2 separate regions of the Hordeum vulgare genome follow, and region 1 is linked to region 2. Evidence: chromatin contacts called from public Hi-C data. All regions are on one chromosome and are shown on one strand. Each heading gives the region's core, a stretch centred on a gene start, on an enhancer-like site or on the middle of the called end of the contact. The rest is flanking DNA. Distances are from core to core; before and after follow the strand shown.

Evidence for each region. A called contact is a pair of places that touch in the nucleus more often than the background predicts.
Region 1: a contact with region 2 is called in a Hi-C map of seedling, with 2.1 times the contacts expected there. The contact joins the promoter of LOC123443561 here to the enhancer-like site in region 2. A contact is called at or near these places in 1 of 6 Hi-C or Micro-C datasets (seedling) and 1 of 1 datasets of contacts at active chromatin or transcription factors (embryo).

What each region holds. Positions count from the first base shown.
Region 1 is chr3H:222,613,257-222,616,225 of MorexV3_pseudomolecules_assembly, forward strand. It overlaps LOC123443561, which reads right to left and starts at 1,275. Exons shown (of 3, transcript XM_045119982.1): 1 at 696-1,275; 2 at 406-459. The coding sequence starts at 1,193.
Region 2 is chr3H:222,035,156-222,038,156 of MorexV3_pseudomolecules_assembly, forward strand. No RefSeq gene overlaps it. Among protein-coding and RNA genes, the nearest start is that of LOC123443559, 110 kb to the left of the region's middle. Within about 2 kb of position 1,421, at least 3 of the 3 cell types and tissues checked have open chromatin away from gene starts, as enhancers often do. A contact at or near this core is called in seedling, where this site is marked.

The DNA of each region.
Region 1 (2,969 bases), core at 25-2,524, 580 kb after region 2:
AAAAAATGCAACATGAACAATCTGTCTTTGCTGAGTAAACTAATTTGAGTGATCATTGCAGTATGTGATGGCAACAAGTAAGGTCACACTCCAATAGAATATGAAGTAGTTTAAAATAAGTAAAGGATATGTTTCTCAAAATCAGGGCATTTTGGCCATAATGACATATCACAAATGCATCCCAACAAAAACAATGTTTATGTATTTGTGCAGGCAGACAGGCAGGCAAACATAAACAGTTGCATGATTCATATATCCTTTGATAAGTTGACTGGACCGTCAAAGTAATCCGCACCACTCACAACAAACACATATAGAAATTTTGTCGTCCTAAACTAGTACATCCGCAAACTGCAACTCAACGACAATGAAAATAATCCAACCAAATGCTTGATCTAGAGTTACCTTGATCTTGTTCTCTGCGGGCTTATCCTCCTGCATCACAAGCCCCCTTGATACCTGCTTCTGAACTAGCACGTCAAATCCCACGAATTAACCAGAAGAAAAGTCACATAGAAATCGATTCGATGGGACGACAGATTAAAATTCCCGGGAAGGGAGACCATCCAAGGATGTTAGGAACACGAGGAGAACGTAGATCAGATAAAGGGATAGGCGGGCTACCGAGATCTGGGGGAAATGGAATCTTCGGTTCAAGGCAAAAAAAAAGTGGGGGCGGGGAAGGGGATCGATACCTCGTCGATGGCCGCTGATTCGGTGGCCACGAGGCAGGCTTGGAGGAGGGGGAAGCCGGATCTGAGGTGTCGTGCCGCTATTTCCGGCTCGTTCCGCGGTGGTGGAGAGCAAAACCTAGGAGGAGATCGGGTCGTGGAGGAGGAAGAGACGAGGCTTCTTGCGGGTCCCGTAGTATGGGGGAGGAAAAGGTAAGGGCGATGCGTACAGGAGTTGCCGAAGGCCATGGCCGACGGATCCACCGAGAAGGGAAGGGGGAGGTCGCCCCCCTGCCGTTGGCCTCCTCTGACAGCGGCGACCAGCAGCAGCTGGGGACCGGTGGTGTAGCGGTAACGCAGGGAGGAGGAGTTGGTAGACCGAAGCAGGGGGGAGGAACATGTGCGCCAGATCGGTGGGAAAAGTGGCGCGGCGGCATCGGGTAGGTGGTGGCATGGCGTTATGGGTGAGGCGGTGGTGCGGTGGTGCGGAGGCACGGGGTTGGTGTTGGCATGGTGGCCCATCGGAATTGGTGGTGCGGGATAGGTGGCGGCGACACGGCAGAGGTGGTGGTGCAGGGGAGGGTGGTGGCGCGACGGTAGAAGGCTGGGTGACGGCACGGGGTATAGTTTGGCATCATTTTATTCAATGTGCACACTGTGTCGTAGTTTTCATCCGAGGATCTTAGGATTTTCTTGATTATGAATTTCTCGGTCATTTTTTTGCTTTCTAAATCGGTAATCTCATTTGTGATGACAGCAAGCCTAGAGTACATATCACTCCTTCATCATCATTCATCTTGAACGTGTCAAGTTGGCTTTGAAGCACATCCAACAGATTACCTCACTGATTCGATACCTTCATGCATATCAACCAAAGTATCCCAAATTTTCTATGCATTCTCAAGACGACTGATCGTGTTGAATTCTTCGAGGCATAGGCAGTTGAAAAGAATGCCGCATGCCTCAACATTGTATTGCAACATCTTTAATTCTTCCGCGGTCGCATGCCTCACGATCCGGTTTCCTTCCATCACCAAAGAATTCACCTTGCAATCCAACACAAACAACAACCCAAATGGCGGGGTTATGATCAAGAATATGAATTTTCATTTTATGCTTCCAACTAGCAAAGTTTGTACCATCAAAATATGGACCTCTATGGTGGTAATTTCCTTCACTAGATTCCATACTCTTGTAGGTTGTGAAACCAATGCAATGGAGAACAAAGCTCGGATACCATTTGTAGGATCCGAAGAATGTTTATAGGGGGTTATTAGACTACTTGATCCAATAATAACTGAGTTTTCTACCAATTTTAGTTCTGGGCAAGCTTTAACAATTGTAGGAAGTCAATCACACTCTACACTTGAAAGTCTAAGAGTATAGCAGCGAAAAGTGAATTCATGAAAATGTAAGTAGGGAGTATGGATAGGAAGATCAAACGCAAAGATTGACACGGAGATTTTTGGCGTGGTTCTGATAGGTGGTGCTATCGTACGTCCACGTTGATGGATACTTCAACCCACGGAGGCTAACATCCGTGACAGTCCATGGAGGGCTCAACCCATGAAGGGTCCACGAAGAAGCAACATGTTCTATACCACCATGTCTTACGTCCACGAAGGACTAGCCTCAGTCGGGGTAGATATTCATGAAGTAGGCGATCTCCTTACCATTACAAACTTCTTGGTTCAACTCCACACCAAGTCGGAGGCTCCCAAGCGACTCCTAACCAATCCAGGAGACACCACTTTCCAAAAGGTAATAGATGTGGTAGTATGATGAACTCCTCGCTCTTGTGCTTCAAAACATAGTCTCCTCAACACTCAATCACTCTCTCACAGATTTGGCTTTGGTAGAAGTGATCGGTTGGGTGGAAATCAAGATCCATATGACAGGAATGGAATATCTTGATCTCAATACATGAGTAGGTGGCTCTCTCTCGGAAAAATTGATGGGGCAAGTGTTGGTTCATTCTGAGTGCTTCCTCTATGAATAGAGGTTGGTGGAGGGGTATATATAATCATGTCCAAAAATCCAACCGTTACAACATCATTGCCCAACTAGGTGTAACCGAAGTAAAAACTTGGTTGCACCCGACTAGTGAAAATGTGGCAACTTTTGGCGTCTCGATGAGAATGATATAGGAATCTTGGTCGGTCCAATTTTGGCTGGTGTAGGCAGATTGCAAACTCGGTGACCCCGATATGCTAAAATAGGGAATTCCTATTTTAAATAAATCAACATCAGTTCGTTGGACACTATTTTTGGTTGCATCGAAACCCGACTTGGTAGTAT
Region 2 (3,001 bases), core at 171-2,670:
AAGGGATGTGTGGACACACAGCCAATCAGACTAGCAAATGAAATGATGGATGGTGTAGGTCTCACTAACCATGTAGCATTTGATGCTAGCCGGATAATATGGACTTAGAAAGATCTAGTCGGATTCGATGTAGCCGGATCGAAGTCGAGATTAGGACTGAGTTGGATAGACCCAACTACGATATGCATTGATAAGTCATTTGCGAGTCTCTAGTACAACACATGTTCTATGTCCTAAGACCTGAGCTGGCGCGTGTACTCAGGATGGTGACAAATCTGCTTTGGCCGATGAAACGCTACTCCATGACTGGTTAGTTATAAAGGTAGCTTTCGGGCTTGTCTAGACCCATGCTGCGAGACATGGACGAGCAAGATTAGATTTTGCCCCTCCGATCAGGAGAGATATACTCTGGGCCCCTCGGGTGATCCAACCAGGATAAGCATGGCCATGCGATGTGGATTATGAGATAATCCGAAGTGTCGGACGGATTCTCCGAAACGAGAAAGAGGTCGTGTTGCAACAATGATGACTATGTCACCTTCACCACGACAACATTTATCGTGTGGCAAAGAGAACAAAAGTGTGAAGTGCAGGTTTGCCTAACCAGATTCATCGGACACTTGGAGTGACCGTGCTTTGCTAGGGGCCACTGCCGACTAACCGAGTCAGATTTGATCTGACTTGCGACCAAGTGAACAAGAACCTAATGAGTCTCGTGCTTAAGGGAAGGAACACATGGGTTTTAGGATCCGTGGGAGGCCCAAGAGTTGAGTCCGCGACGGATTCCTATATATACTGGAGGTGGGTCACACCTAATTAATTGATCGCTTCCGCGCCAGCATCAGCATGTGTTGCAACTACCCACCTCCAGTCTCTGCCGACTGTGTGATCGGACCTATCAGTCTAACGCACTGTGTTCGTCCTACACGCGCGGATAACATTATATGCAGTGTACTTGCGCCGCTCTCGCGAACCTATACATGTCTATGCTAGGGGCACATGAGAGACGAACGGACAAAATATCTTCATCTCGCTTGCGGATTATTTTATATTTTTTTAAGTTTTATTGTTATTTTGAAATTAAATACAATTATTTTAATTAAAAATTTAATTATGGCAACAACATGATGTCATGCTAACATCAATAGTCCTGTTGACTGGTCAAATTAACGGGTGGGTCCCACATGTCATAGACAGCGAGGCTAACAAAGTTTAGAGTTAAATAAAATTTGCTAATTATCTAACAAGGTCCCACTCGTTAGTGTGTAATTAGGTTAATTAAGAAATTTTAAAACGTTTTATTTAAATAAATGGGGTGGGCCCCATTTGTGAGCGGCACTAGGCTGCCTAGTCAACAGCATTGACTCTGTCAACCCAGTCAACGGACCCACTCGACCCACTGGTGAGTGGACGTGGGCATGGCCCCGGGAAGGCCACGTTGGCGCGCGGCCGGCGTTCAGGCCCCGACAACCTAATCGATGGTGGCGGGCCATGGGAGGCCGCAGGTTTCACCCTCCGACAGTCATTTGGCGCACGAAGTGGCTCGTTCAATCGGGGAGAGACCGACACGTCGAGGGGGACCACTAGGAGGAGTTGAGGCCGCCGGAGGCGGCGCCAGCGCTGAGTAGAGGCGGCGGCCATGTTCGCGTCTCATCGGAGACAGAGCTTCGGGTCACAGTTCGATGTGCGGAGCAGTTCTATGGGAAACTGGTGCTCGCGTGCATCCATTGCTGCAGTCGGCAGCAGGCGGGAGACGATGAGCTCGCGGTGGCGACCAAATCACTGGCCTGTCGTGGACGGTGGTAGGGGGAGCGGAAGGAGTAGCGAGTGCATGCATTGGGTGCGGGTGGAGGTGCTGAGCATGACAGGGTGGCCGGCTACGAGCTCCGCGAGCCGTGGTCACGGCGGCGAGCACCACCGCGGCGACGAGCTCGGGCACGACGGGTGAGGGGGTGGGTGAGCTACAAGCACGGGATCGAGCTAGCGAGCGAGGGGGGGAGGAGGAGACCGTGGGCTCACCGTAGTCCTGCAGGTGTGCAAGGGTGGGCTCGGGAGGCACGAGGTGGCCGGAATGGAGGTGAGGTCGCGGTGGCCGTGATGGGGAACATTTATGCGGGAGAAGAGGTGGTGGCCTCCCTGCGCTGATTCATTAGCGCCCATGAGGTAGCGGACGATGCCGTACCTCGTAGACACGACCTCGACACTCATGGTCGACGGTGGACGCAGCTAAGGCATGGCCATGGCGGCGGTGGCGTTCTTCGGGAGCGGGCGGATCTGGCAAGGGGAGAGCAAGGTGGAGGAAGCGTCCAAGGGGAGGAGTCAAGCGAGTGGGCGAGGTGGAGGGGAGGAGCCCGAGGCATCGCGGCACGACATTATTAAAATATATTCACGGCACGACATTATTAAAATATATTTTTTAAAAGTGTGTATAAAACTTTTTTGGATTGGGTTAAAAGTTGACTTGCGGTATTATTTTGTTGTAGGTTGACTGCGTACCAAAATTCATCGCAATCGGAGACCGTTTGATATCCAAACTGTCAAATTTATAGCGGCAGTATAGTCGGATAAGTTAAAAAACATTTTTCATAAGCTAAATCTGATGTCAGACTGCCCATTTTCCCTTTCTTTTATGCCTAGCTCTTCTGAAGAGTGCACCAACCTACGCGCAACCTAGCACGAAAACCTTCCGGAACCCGAAACATACGGTCATGACTGTTTGGTCCGGATCAATCCCGTAATACCCCAAACCATCATAGGTTTTACGATTGGACTTCCAAGACTGTTTTTTCGAGAGCACCAGATCGAGATTGAAGTGTCCAGATAACCCTATCCATACTCACCTAGCTATTTAAGGACGCAAACCCTAGATCATAGGGAGACCAAATCCCCACTGTCCAATCGCCGCCGCCTAACATCTCGGGATCTCCCCAATCCAAAAATCCTCGCGACCAGCTTCCTCCCGCAAGCCGCCCGAGCGAGCCTCCTCCCTTGCCCCTGGATG